Regions from separate parts of the Mus musculus genome. Here region 1 is linked to region 2. The links are chromatin contacts, called in public promoter capture Hi-C maps. All regions are on one chromosome and are shown on one strand. The core of a region is the stretch at or near the end of the contact, and the rest is flanking DNA. Distances in the headings are between cores, read along the strand shown. Region 1 holds the start of Sfr1 (SWI5 dependent recombination repair 1). Region 2 holds the start of Sfxn3 (sideroflexin 3).

Evidence for each region. Promoter capture Hi-C pulls out the DNA fragments that hold promoters and counts their contacts.
Region 1: a promoter capture Hi-C map of pre-B cells shows a contact between it and region 2, with 4 times the contacts expected there. The contact joins the promoter of Sfr1 here to the promoter of Sfxn3 in region 2. A contact is called at or near these places in 2 of 39 promoter capture datasets (erythroid cells and pre-B cells) and 1 of 115 datasets of contacts at active chromatin or transcription factors (thymic regulatory T cells).

The regions. Positions count from the first base shown.
Region 1 is chr19:47,726,649-47,734,211 of GRCm38.p6, reverse strand. Sfr1 (SWI5 dependent recombination repair 1) reads right to left here and starts at 2,456. Exons shown (of 4, transcript NM_026377.2): 1 at 2,391-2,456; 2 at 1,224-1,582; 3 at 301-693. The coding sequence starts at 2,403.
Region 2 is chr19:45,043,757-45,050,529 of GRCm38.p6, reverse strand. Sfxn3 (sideroflexin 3) reads right to left here and starts at 2,954. Exons shown (of 11, transcript NM_053197.4): 1 at 2,640-2,954; 2 at 1,263-1,426; 3 at 616-786; 4 at 204-302. The coding sequence starts at 1,423. Pdzd7 (PDZ domain containing 7) reads left to right here and starts at 4,758. Exons shown (of 16, transcript NM_001195265.1): 1 at 4,758-5,112. The coding sequence starts at 4,887.

The DNA.
Region 1 (7,563 bases), core at 1,207-3,706, 2.7 Mb before region 2:
CTCTGTCCCCCTGCATCTTCATGGAACACCTCTCACTTCTCATCTTGCTACTGGCTAGAAATTAAGGCCAAAACGCTCCACCTGTGCATTAAACAAAACCCTAAGCTTTTAAGTTTTACCTCGTGTTGAAGGGGTTCCTCAGCCTCACTCTGAACCAACTACTTCTATTTCAGTCAAAGCTCTTGTAACCCGGGTTTCTGGTTATCTGGCTGATTGTTTATCAAACTAAAATGTATCTCCAATTTAGAAACTACCGCAGTTTATGTAAAAATGATGTAACGGTTCTAAGATTCTTCTCACCTTTATTCTATACATCTTGACTAACTTTAACCTCCGAAGAAGGTCTTCCTTCTCTTCAACCTGCCTAATCAATCTTATTTTTTCTTGTTTTAATTTTTCTCTAATGATCGCATTCTCAGACTCCTTTGGGAGGGCATTAGATGACCCAGTATCCGACGACTTAGATTCACACGTGTTTTTCTCCTCTGAGCTCTTTTCTCCAGGCTCACTGTCTTTGTTTTTCAAGCTTTCTTGGGCCTTTGAACAATTTTCTTCCTTTGAAGATTCTCCTGGTTCTGAAAGGGTCTCATTATTTTCGTCATTCTCTACCTTCATACGCTTCACCACACTACAAAATGAATGAGATGAAGATCTTGCTTTCTTTAACCTTTCTTTAGGTGTTCCACTCAGAGGCTGAAAAAGACACAAACATCAAAAATGTTAAGGATACATTCTTGTAGTAAGTCAATCTATTAAAAATAAAGGCTATATGCTTCTACGATAGGTACAATGGATGGCTTTCTGTTTCCACAAATCTCATGCGAGCATCACCAATGTCTCTAATATCCAGAGGCTACCTATAGTCTTACTTTAGCAAGGTTAACTAAAATAGGACTGAGACACTTCGCCTGCCACTGGCAGCTAGTATTTGCCTGATAATACTAGAAATGCTTCAGAACTATAAACTAAGGAGAAGACCTGCTACCAAAGACTTCCCCCTAAGAAATACTGTACAGATTCAAGTTTCCTTGGTTTGGAGCATCGCAGTAACCTCATAAGAAATTAAACAAAATGAACCGATTCAAGAAGAAAATCTTGGCAGTTAGAAAGGTATGAGCTACATATTAATTCACACTCCAGTAGCCTTAAAACTGGCACTATCAGAATACTCTGGAACAGAACAGATGGGGGTGGGGGATAGAGGACAACACAGATATCCATACTTGTTTTCCTGAACTATTCGAATGGGGTGATGGTGGATTCTCCCTGGGCTGAGGAGCGGCAGGTGAAGTCGGGGGTGATGGTGGATTCTCCCTGGGCTGAGGAGCGGCAGGTGAAGTCGGTGGTGATGGTGGATTCTCCCTGGGCTGAGGAGCGGCAGGTGAAGTCGGTGGTGATGGTGGATTCTCCCTGGTCTGAGGAACGGCAGGTGAAGTCGGTGGTGATGGTGGATTCTCACTGGTCTGAGGAGCGGCAGGTGAAGTCGGTGGTGATGGTGGATTCTCACTGGGCTGAGGAGCATCAGGTGAAGTCGATGCTGAATCTGATGAGTTTTCCATCTTGGAAGTGAACTCCTGATTTCCTTATCAAAAAGAAAAGACGCGAATGATAATCAAATTATCTCAAAACAGACCTCAATTTTTCTGAACAAAATTTTCTTCAGTGAACTAAACACCAAAAATAGTCAGCCATTTCTTCCAATTACATGTAGCTATAATTTATTCTAATTCTTCTCATATTTTCCATTTACCTCTCCACATGGGGAAGTAACCAAGTCCTGTTTCTTTCACGACAAATAAACCAGCTAGTATCTCACTGTCTTTCTTTTTTTCCCTTCAAAACACCCCCAAAAATTTGCGTTTCAGGAAGGGGAACTATAACTAGTCAAGAACTTTAATTTTTGTTATAATTTCGTAAATAAAAGCAATACAGCCTGAATCTTGACTCTTAAAAGCTTTGCGCCTAGAACCAAGAACGAGTCCCGAGGTGTCAGAAAGCAGCATCTGCCCCTTTGGGTTTACTATGGTCAAAGACTCCGCCCTCCTCCCCAGCCCCGTCCATCTTCTCCACAAAGCCCCGCCCACTCTCCCTCCCCCTTTCCCCTCCCTCCTCACCACAGAAAGCCCTCCCCCCGTCCCCGCACCCCACTCAGCTCCCCCTTTCCCCACCCCGTCCCCCCACCACAGAAAGCGCGCTCCCCCCAGCTCCCTTCTCTTCAGCAACCCCGTAGCCCTCCTCCTCCACTCCTCCGCCTCCCTCGCCACAGAAAGCCCTCTATCCCACAGAGCAGGAGGCCGAGCTCCCGCGACGCCGGAGAGAGCTTCTCCGTCAGATACCCAGACACCCGCAGGCCTGCCGCTCAGGCCAACCCCAGGGAGAAAGCTCAGTACCTTCCTCAGCCATGCTCACAGCGGCGACACACCGTACACACAGCCAGCGGAGCGCCCGCAGCCCACTGACCTCGCCCCGGGGGCGGAGCCTCACCGGAGAAGAGACGTACGATTGGCTAGCTTGGCCGGAGCAGGCGGATGTGCTCCGTACAGCTCCGACTGCGCGTGCGCGGCGGGCCGCGGGCCTGGGCCACGGGGCGGAGCGGGGCCTGGCGGGAGGCGGGCGCGGCTCGTGATTGGCAGGGCTGGCCGGCGCGCTCCAGGGCTCGGCTACGCGCGCGCGGCCGCCAGCCGTGGGGTGGCGTCCATGGAAAAAACGATGTTAGGCCCTTGGAGGGGCCTGAGGGGGGCGCGCTTCCGCTCGCCACTGCCTTTGGGAGTTGCGGTGCCAGCTGCCTTCCCGAGCAGCTTCCCTGGTGGGGTTGGGGGCGGGGTGGGTATCGTCAGGGTGGCGCGCCCGAGAGCACCGCCCTCTGGCAGCGCTCGCCCCCTGGCAGGCTCGGCTTTCCCCACCGCAAAGGCTTTTCCTCAGACGTGGCAGGGCCGGAAACCGCGGGGCCCGCTCGGCTCCCTGCTGGCTCGGAGTCTATGTGGGTGTCTCTGCATAAACAGTAGAGGGCATCCCCAGCCTGCCTTGCGGACTCGCCCCCTTATTTTGGTCTGTGCCCACCTCTGCTTGGCTTCACATGTTTTGGTCAAATCTGAGAAAAAAATAACCTAAGGAAGTGTATTATGGCGCAGAACAGGAAGCGGGGCGCGGTCGATCCGACAGGTTCGGACTAGAATTCAGATATTTGAGAACTAAACCCCTTGCTTGATCCTGCCCCCCCCCCCCCGAGGCCCCTTGCTAGACCCTGGCTCGACTCCTGGGGGTGCCCCTTGCTAGACTCTGGGGGGCCCCCGGGAGGCCCCTTGCTAGACCCTGGCTCGACTCCCGGGATGCCCCCTTGCTAGGCTCTGGGGGCCCCCAGGAGGCCCCTTGCTAGACTCTGGGAGGCTGCACGGCCTTCTAGTGTTCAGGATGTTCTGTTGCTATGCAACAGCAAAATGAACTAGCTTGGGTGGAGCCGTGGGTGTAGAGAAGTTGAGCTAACTTGTGAGTCACTGGGAAGTTTGTAATAAGGGACAGCTCTCTTTCCGAATATCTGCTAATAGTGGCTTTAAAGTAACCCGAAAGAACTGATTAGACTCCTAGGCGGTCAGTTAATAAATACAGAACCTAAAGGAACTTAATGAGGTGATTAGATCTGCAGATGTTGCAATTGCCTAGATTAGAGTCCTGGCACCACGGTTTCTTCTTTGGTTTGTTTTTGTTTTGTGCAATGGAGTGTAGTGTGGCCGTGGACCTCAGTTCGATGGCTTGGTAAATGAGAACAATATTCACCTCCTAGAGACAGGGAAATTCAATGATAATGTATGAGAGGCAGCTAGAATCATGCAAAACACCAAAGGAACATTTAGTCAAGCATATTCGTCATTCCCTAATTGACTTAAAGCAATGTCTCACAAGCTTTTATCCCTTACCTTTCCCAAAAGCACGGATTTTTAAAAGAGTGCTATGATAGCTAAAAGTCCACACAACTTAAGCCATAAATACCAGAAAACGTCAAGCCTTCACATGTGACCATTAATAAATTAATGTTCCACTCCTAAATGTTTAAGAAACAGCAAGAACAGAATTCATTACTTGGGGACAGGAGGTTGTTTTGTTTGATGGTTTTTTAAGACAGGGTTCCTCTGTAACTCCCCTGGTTGTTCTGGACCTTGCTTTGTAGCCCAGACTGGTCTGGAATTCACAGAAATCCTCCTGCCTCTGTCTCCCGAGTGCTGAGATTAAGGGGAAGGCAGTAGAATGCATGATTTTTATGGTACAAGTGTTACTCACCAACTCACAGATCAGTCTGTGAAATCATTTCTTCTCATTTTTTCCTTCCTATGAGTTCTCTCATTACAAAAAAGGGCAGACTTACCTGCCCTGACACTTGAAGCACAAAGCACACTTCATATTCAGGATGCCTTGAGGCGTAAGGGTGAGTTGTTTTTATAAGTCTAAAATCAGCTGCTCCCAAATTCTTTTGTTATTACAGCCTAATCTTAGAGCTATGCTTTTACTGACTACATAAAGGAAAACAACATCTTGCCTTGCAAATGTTCTGACTTGTTTTTATATGAAACTGATGTATTAAAATAAGACTGGCCAAGCTTTCCAAGGACCTCTGAACTAGCTCTCAGGAAAACCTGTTAGCTCGGAAATGTGTGTCTGTTGGCCATTCTCTCTTCTGTGTGCTGTGTCAATGGTCTTCCCATATGTTTGTATTTTACTTCCCATACTCAATTTAATGCAAAAGATCTGGAATATGTATAAATTGCCCCTACACAAATGGAGACACAGCTCTGTGATAGGATGCTTACCTGCCATTCATGAGGCCCTGGGTTCGACCGTTAGCTTTAGGGTGGGCGACGGGGACTAAAAGTAACCATTATAGTTTCCATGTGTCTTTAGAGAAATATTTTCATGTCTTTAGTGACCTGAAATCTATTTGCCTACAAAGAGTTTGGTATTTGTCACAGAGGACATTTTTATTTTCGTATGAAATTTTCAAGTAGTTAAAAGTGCTTCCTTGTGAGCCAGGGAACAAAGACTCCTTACCCTACCACAGAGAACAATGGGAGACTTGTCCTAGGATTCAGGGATAATAGTAATTAATTTCATCCGAAGTCAGACTTTCTCTGTGTTTTTCAGTTTCTTCGATTCCCAAGGCTACCGTTGACTCCATTATTATTCACCAGGGAGTGGTAAAATGTGTCTTCCATTCAAACTGTTGATGGGTGATGACACGGACCTAGGAATCTTTATGAAGGTTTGGTTTATTATTCACTTTTAAGTGTAAGAAAACAATATTATATAGTCTTTCTCCCTCTCCCTCCCCCACGCTCCCTGCCTCTCTCTTTTTCCCTGTGCAACCATAAAGGTATTTTAAGCACAGTTGAAATGTTCAGTCGATTTCTTTTTCTTCTAACCTTGCAGCTTTCGCAGTTTTTATATCCTAGCATGAACTTAGGATAATTTATTTCATAGACTTTTCTATATTGACAGAAACTTTGTCTCATGAAGACATAGCTAGTATCCAAAGGATTTTTTTTCCCCTTAAGATTGTAAACTTATGAGTATAAACCATTTAGGTGAAGAATTAAATAAAACCCACATGATAAAGTTGATTTACAGCACAAAAAGAATTCAGTAGGTGTTCCTAACTATTTACCCGGACATTTTCTTACTGTATGCAAATGGAAAAACACCTTCAAAAGCTCTTGTCTAGGTTTCTCTTGCCAGTGGCATCTTACAGACCTCTGCATGGTACAAAGGTGTTCTATTGCTTGGTCAGTTCCTAGTTTCCTTTCGAGAATAATTGACTCTGTGTTTCTTGTTCTCTCTCTGTTGCCTAATGAATTCTCATGGGGAATTCAAGAATGTGTGATTAACTTACTTCTTCAAAAAGATTTATTTATTTTATGTGTATGAGTAGACTGTAGCTGTCTTCAGACACACCAGAAGAGGGCATCAGATCCCATTACAGATGGTTGTGAGCCACCATGGGGCTGCTGGGAATTGAACTCAGAACCTTCGGAAGAGCAGCCAGTGCTTTTAACCGCTGAGCCATCTCTCCAGGCCCATGATTAATCTACTTTTAGAGATTATCAAATACCACAGGTGACCTCTGTGCTCTCTCCATAAATATATATATATGTGTGTGTGTGTGTGTGTGTATGTATATATATTCAGCTATATCAACCATAAAAGAATTGTATTTTAAACCACAAGACGAAAGACCCTGCGTTATTTTAGGTATCCATAAGATGTTTGCCTCACTAAATAGGATGGGTACCTAGAGTGAGGAGATACCATGATGAGGGCCGAAACCATCAGTGGGACAAAACCTTTCCAGCACCAGACACCTGGGAAAGCTTCTGCTAACTTAGGTGCAGATTAACAAACAAAAACCTAACGAGATCCCTTCACATGAAGTTCCTGCGTTTGCTGCGTTTGCGTCCTACCAGATCTGGAGTTTTGTCAAGTCCATTACAGACGAGAGACACAGAAGTCTGGGACTCACTGCTGTTGCTGGGTATGCTGCTCCCTCAGAGAAAAATGGAGTGATTGGGGTGATGAAGGAGGGGGGGCTGTGTGGGATGAGAAAGGGGTGGTTGGTGGCAGGAGTGTGAGGCTATGAGAGGAGAGAATAAAGGTGTTGCTCACGGCCACTTCTTTCTCAGATTTTTTTTATTCATTCAGAAATGTCATCTGAGGGGGGGAAAAAAACCATCTGGTTAACCTAAATTCACATATTTGACCCAGCATTCTCTATCCTCAAAGCTTGCCAAGGTGTGAGAGAGTGGAACCCAAGCAGCAGCGAGATCTAAAATGTGAAAGAGTGGTCTCTTACCTCCCATTTCCTGTTTCCCCTTCCAACTAAGAAAGTCCCCAATAAATGTCTACCTCAGGACTGAAACAGTAACGAGAGGCAGGGGGAGAAGACAGAACTGGCATGTTTACACATCAAACAGACTCCAAGACTGTGAAATTATCACAGGAGCTGCTCTTTCTCAAGCTTCAGTGTGGTTAAAGATGATTATAAGACCAGTCCTGGTGCTCAAGGGTTTGCAGCTGGAGCTTGGGCAGACTCACCTCTTCATTCATCTTTCTGCTTCCTAGAGTCTACCCACTGCTCTTTCCTGCTCTATGTCCAGGCCCTACAACTTGTCAGTGATGTTGTTAACTCGCTTTCTGGCCCCATTACATTGCTGGTGCTATCACTAACTAAAACACAAGCTTAATGATGGTCCTGGTGGCTCAGAATTGATATGACTTCACTAATTTTTTGATGATACATAAATATTGTTGACACGAAAACATAGTTCTCATGTCACAAGGAATAAGAAGTAATTTGTTTTGGACCCAGATATGAGTGGCAGTTTCCTGGGAACACATATTCAGGTTGCCCCAAATACCATGGTCAGTTCTAACCAGTCAATCTTCTCTGTTGAGTGTCTAATGCAGTTGTAGCTCCCGGACCCTTGAACTTCAGTTAACAGCTTTATGAAAAAGAAGCAGAGGATAGAACCCTTACCAGGTCCTCCAACTTTACCCAGCTATTGGGATTCTGTTAACACA
Region 2 (6,773 bases), core at 1,705-4,204:
GCTGCAGTAAACGTCTGTGAAAGCCTTCTTCCTTCTTTAAAAGGGCAATGGATCCCCAACACAGATAAGTTAAGGACAAAATAACAAAAGGACTGAGTGCCCTCAAGGGGGGAGGTGAACAGAACTCGAAGCTGAAAGGAGAGCGGAGCCACTGGCACAGGGGTCGTGGGGACCAGGAATGGCTGGGGATGGGGGACACTCACTGCACAGTGATGGGAGCATCGCCGCTGCGATTAGAGTAATTCACAATAGCATTGAAGGACTGATTGACCCACTGCCAGAACACCACAGTCGGAGTCTTCCTGAGGGTGCAAAGATGGACTACTTATACTGTCCCTCCACAATATTCCCCCATCCTTGAACCCCCAATATTAAAACCCTCAAAATTCCTTAACTCCTCAAGTGAGACTTAGCTCATGGTCCCCAAACTGGCCCTCATCGACCTTGCGGGAACACCTTACACAGATGGAGGCTGGGTCCTGAGAAGCAGAAAGGATGCTCAAGTATTCTCCCACCCACTGTCCTTGACCGAAAAAGGTGTAGAAAGGAGACTTATAGTCACCCAGGCATGCTCTGGGCATAGCGCTCAGGAAGGGGACACAGGATAAGGTTTACCTGTAGAAGGTGAGCATGCAGCCAGTAATGGTCATGTTCATGGGCACCTGGGCTGACATACGGCCAATCAAGACCACCTTCTCCCCCGTGTCCGGATGGAATGCTGAGTCATACACGTATTTGGCTCGCCATAGCTGGTCCTCAGTGAGACCCGGGGTTGCCACACCAGCCCTGTAGAAATTGGCAAGAAACCAGGAGGCTGTGGCAGGGGTCAGACCTGCCCTTCTTGTCTCTGCTGCTTGCCTCGGGGAACTCTGGGCAAAGGATCAGGAAGTTTGGCACCCAACCTCTGAGTAAAGGACCTCTCTGTCCCCTGGGGATGTCAGAGCGTCTTGTAGGTGTGCCTACTCTATTTTCACATCCTTGGTGGCCCCACATTTTCTCCGGGGTCACAGTGATGGTGGTTTGAATGACTGGAGGACATTCCAAGAGTTAAACCTCCCAAGGAGGATTCCTTTTCTATCTGCGTGGGACTCTCTTTGTCCTTGCACAGTGAACAGCACTGGGAAGTGTCATTACTAAGGATCTGTGACCTGCAGAGCTGCCACCTACCCATAACACACAGTGCTGTCCCCTCAGCCCAAATGTCCTCAGATCCGCTGAGCTAAAGTGCTGCGTCACAGTGGCGTGATTTGAGGCAGGTTCACCTGTAATTCTGCACGATGTTCCGGGAAGCTTCCAGCTGTTCCCCGGACAGCAGCAGATTTCGGGGATCAGTGACTGTGAAGAAATGCCGGGCTCTGCCTAGAAATGTGCTTTGGTCCCACCGAGGTTCCTGGATGTTGATATTTAAGGGCAGGTCACCCATCTTCTGCAAGGTAGCAAGAATAAGGGTCAGGTCCAAGGACTTCCTTCACTTGGGAGACACTTTGGTGGCTCTGCCTTGGCCCCAGAAACTGACCAGTGCTTGCAGGTGCTCAAGGTCACTCCAGATCCATAAACAAGGGTGGGGGAGGAGTTGTTCCCTAGGTAGTGTTTTAGCCAGGAACATACAGCCACTTAAGAGCCGGAGGGAAGACCAGAACCAAGAATATAGCTTTCCTGACGCTGTGGCCTGATGCCAGATTTACGTGTGTGTGAGTGTGTGTGTGTGTGTGTGTGTGTGTGTGTGTGTGTGTGTGTGTGTGATTCCCCAGCAGCAGCTAATCTGGGGCAGCTATCTTGAGCTCCTGCTATAGGAGCACAGAACATGGATAACACACCCAAGCCCTTTCCAGCTTCAGGCCCCAGCTGCCCCAAGACTTAGATAAAAACTTCCAAGGCTGTTTGGAAAAATGACAGAAGGCAGCCCACACTCAAGCCCCTGATTGGAGGAGACATTAGGCACCTGAGGGCTGATCCGTACCAGATCTCAAACAGCACTGGAGTGGCAGCCATTTGTGAACATGTGAGCACCCACATAGCCTCCTCAAACCCACTTGCTTCCACTCCTACACAATAACTCCGGGCTCTCCCTGGTCCTGGGTTGAATAGAACTGACGCAGGCACCCACCCAACTCTCTCTGAGCCTCAGAAAAACCTCAGGAAAGGGCGAGATTCAATGGATGCCCCTCCGCCCAGCACAAAAAGGAATGCCAAGAACAGCCATCTGGCTGTGTTAGGCAAAAATCCTGCAGAGTGACTAATACCCTCCAACCCCACTTCCTCCCTCACAGTAGACACCGTCCCCACCCGACTTTCACATACTTATACACAAAGACAGGCACGCCCTCCCCAGCACACAAACAGGTTAGAGTCACACTGTATACACTAGTCAACCAACCAGAGTACCGTTACACACACACACACACACACACACACACACACACACACACACGCTCAGCCATATCTATCAGTTGCAGACATTTGAAAGCATGCCTAACACACAGCCTCAACCAACCCCTCCTTGTGCCCTACAGATCCTAACAGACCACGCAATATGGAATTCCCATAAGAGAGAGCACCTCTCTCAAGGCAAGCCTTCTGTTCTGAGCCCAAGCCCTCACCCCTCCACTTTGCTGATTCCCAAGGCAGCAGGCACTCACGCTTTCCGGGGTTTTCAGCCTCTAGAAGCTCTCAGACCCGCCTTCCTCACCGCTCTCCGCTTTCCTCCCAGCCATCACCGAGACGTCACGCGTGACGCTGAGCAGCAGGGAAGGGCGGGGGCTCCCTGAGCTCGTTCGCCTGACCCACCCCCCCTCTTGGCAGAGTTCCGAGACAGTGGATGTCCAGAGTGATTCTCCCAGACCAGGCCGTTGAGACCAAACCCGACCCAGTCCTGGGAAGCAATTCTGGCCTCCTTCCCAACCAGGGAGAAAAGGGGAGGAGCCGCCCCACTTGCCTCCTTCGCTTGCAGTCCCTTAGCTTGCCTCTGGAGGCACCCACCCCCGCAGCACCCAGTCTAGGTGCACTGGGTGCGGGTGAGCGGCGTGGAGGGCGGGCCTCTGAGGGTGCAACGCCCGGAGGGATTCGGATTACTGCTTGTTTACTTGATTGCTGCCTTGGCAATGGACTCTCCTTGCTTGCACCCTGGTCTGCTACTCCAGGTCTTAGAGGCTCCTTTTGCAGATCCTCGTCATTCGCATCTCTTTCCAGCCACATTGTTGTGGTATCTGTGCCCCTTTTGTGTTCCCAGTCCCCTTTGCCACCTAATCCCCAGCTCCACTGTGCCAGCAATTTTTTGTACCCCCAACACTTATCCGTACACAAACTGACGCCCCAGTCCTAGGGATGTGCACGGCCAAAGTTTCCCGTGATCTCTGCCTGCATCCAAGCAGGCGCATCAGAAAGATTCTTCTCCTAGTGGCCTGGGATCAGCTGCTGTATCGTGCGGCCTTTCCAGAACAGGGTGTCTCCGAAGGTGAAGAAGGCATTACACACACACATCCCTTATCCATCAGCACCCAGGGCACAGCGGCGACACAGCCATGTTCCAGCTTTCCTTCCTGCTGATCTCAGGCTCAGGTTCAGCTCTTTCGTTTGTGACATTCTCCCACAGAGACCTTAGGGATGACTACGGAAGGGATGGCAATTTCAGGAAGCTAGCGTGGCCCGGAGAAGACGTGATTCTAGTAGCCAGTGGAACCCAGCCAGTTCCAGAGCCTGGGTTCCAACGACCAGTTGGGGTTCAGAGTTGGGGCGGGCAGAGCCCAGAGGTATCAGACAGGTGAGAAGCTACAATCCGGACAGGCTACCAAAGGTGCTAGAAGAGAATGACTGGCGGTCTCAGCAGCCAATGGGATCCCAGGACCGCGCAGGGTAGCTCTATTCCAGCAGCTGCGCGGAGCGTGGGCGGGGTCCTTAGTTCACTGTATCGCGCCCGCCAGCGGGCGACAAGGGCAGCGGCGGCACACGGGACCAGGTGAGGTGGCCAAGTCCTAGAGGTAGCGAGGCAGGAGGTCCTACATGGGGGAGTCTGTTTTTTGGTTTACAGAAATGCTCTAGAGGGCGTGACCCCTGGTTTTGCACTAGCGATTTGTGGGGCTCTCTCCAGAAGATCACTCAGTCCTGGGATAGAGTCTTGCAGCGACTTTAGACTCACAACTGCAGCCTGGAGCCTGACATTCACCTGGGGGTGGCGGTGGGGGGCAAGCTCGACCGCAGCTATCCCAGGTCCTGAAGTCCAGCTCGGGAGGCTAGCCCCTACCCATATACATATACACACAGGAAAGATGCTGCAGTAAACTGTGTGGCACCCATTCTCCTCTCTCTCTTTAAAACTCAAGAGCCTGCTGTGACCCCCATCTCTACTCTCTGAGTGTCAGATGAGGACCGGAGACTGGGTGGATGACTCCATTGAGAATAGCAATGGAGGAATGGAGGGAGGAATGGAAGGAAAGTGTCCCAATGGCCTTGTAGAAACAAATCCCCAAATCCAAGATGGTGCAGAACTGGGCCGATCTCCTCTGGGCCCAGGATGGGAGAGGGGGACAGGATGTTCAAGTCAGGAGGAAGTGCAGAAGCCAGGGTAATGGGACAGCACTCATCCCTCTCCCCAAACCCTGTTCTTCCTACACAGATCTGGAAGCCCTACTCCTAAGAAGCATTCAGACTGAAATTGCATCAGAAAGATCCCTCTCTTCCAAGTGGCCTGGGATCAGCTGCTCTGTCTTGTGGACTTTCCAGAACAGGGTGGCCAGAAGAAACACTATTTTTCGACTCAGCGAGATCTGCCTTACTAAGACTCCAGCCCTACTGAGAAAGCTCATGGAGCCTGGAAGACCAAGAGCCAACCTTCGGAGGGCAGGCAGACTCTGTCCGGATCTGTAGGGCACTGCCCTAGTCTCACTACTATGGCACGTGGTTTCACGGTAGGCTTTGACCCACTGGGTCTAGGAGAACTCAGCTCTGGCTCCCTGAGCTCTGTCTCCTCCCGAGGCCACCTGGGCAGCGACTCAGGCTCCACAGCAACACGATACCTGCTGAGGAAGCAGCAGCGCCTGCTGAATGGGCCCTCCCGAGGAATTCGAGCCTCCTCGCCCATGGGCCGGGTCATCCTCATCAACTCCCCCATCGAAGGTGGGTGTGGGGCCCGGGAGTGACTTGGATGGGAGCACTGAGGACAACGGGTAACGGGATCATCTTTCATCTACCCTTGCCTATCCTGTAGCCACTATTTTAGGGCGGCAGGGCTGTAGAAGGATCAGAGGTGGGAGGTGAAACCATAGTCTAAGGAAAGCCCTTATACGTGAGCCCCTGGGATACATAGGCAGCGTGATGAATCAGCCCCCTCCATTCCTTGAACTCCGTCTTTCTCCTAACCCACCTTAGGGAGTGAAGCAGAATGGAGATCTCCCACCAAACAATTTTGTGTGACCAGTACTGTGGGGGGACGGTAGAGCGTCAGTGTCCAGGCTTCAGAATGTGGGAGAGGGGCCAAAAGACACGCAGCAAATGTCCATGAAAAGGCAGAGAGGGGGTGGGGGTGGGGTGGGGATAGGAGGAATGAGAGACAGAGGCAGAGAGTGAGAGCCCCATAGCTCGGTCGTTCAGAGAGAATGAGCTGCCTGGCACTATACCATGGCCACCAATTCTGATTCTACCCCGGTTAGGTCTTGCAGGGGACCTAGAGGGAGGAAGCTCAGTTTTCACCTCACAGGAATATGAAGCATAGTCAAAACTTCAAGACACAAACAAGAACAGCTGGTGGGGAGGTTGCAGCTACCACCCCGCAAAAGTCAGAAGTGAACAGCGGGAAGCATGGTGAGGCAGGTGCTTAGACTACAGTGACAGATGTGAGGCGACAAAGAGCCTGTGAGCAAGACAGAGCCTCAGATGCCAGGAGAGGAGCGAGGCCCTGTGGGACTGGCTCTCTGTGGACAGGACCCGATCCGTATCTCCAACCCCTCTCCTCTTTCTGAGCCAGCACGGTTCCCCTGGCTGGATCCAAGACTGGACTTTTCAGGTCTGGTGTTTCTTCCAATGCAATTACAAGTCTCTGTTCCCCTCCAAAGACAGCTGCCCGGGATATGGTTGGCTTGCTCACTTCTATCACTGTCAGTGACCACTATAGGCCCCGCCCTCGGGCAAGTATCAAGGTACTGTTGAGGTCACCAATGCCATTGACCAAGAAGCAGAAACACCCAGAGGAGCTAGAAAGCAGGACAGACAACCCTTTCTCTCTTTCTTTCTTCTTCCTTCCTTCCTTCCTTCTTTCCTTTATTCCTTCCTTCCTTCCTCCCTCCCTTCCTTCTTTCTTCCTTCCTCCCTCCTTTCCTTCTTCTTCTTTTTTTTTTTAATTTGGTTTTGTTTTTTTCAAGACAGGCTTTATCTGTGTAGGCTGTCCTGGACCTTGATCTGTAGACCAGGCTGGCTTTGAGCTCAGAGAGTCTCCCGCTTCTGCTTCAAGAGCTGGGGTTTAAAGGCATGTGACACCAATACCTGGCTGATGTGACCCTTTCTAGCCACCTCTTTCTCCTCTCCTAGTTTGTTCATTCATTTTTTCACTCATTCACTCATCTGCTCATTTATCAAAAATTACCTGTCAGATACTATGCACTGTGCAAGGACTAAAGATGTGTTGGTGGGAAAGAACTGAAAAGTCCCATGATGAAACTTGCAGACTTCCAAGCAACAGTAAACAATACACAAATAAACAATAAGACACAAGATAGAACAATTCTGCAGGAAAACTCATGGTGACTAGTAGACAGGAGAGTATTCCTAACACTTTCAAGCTA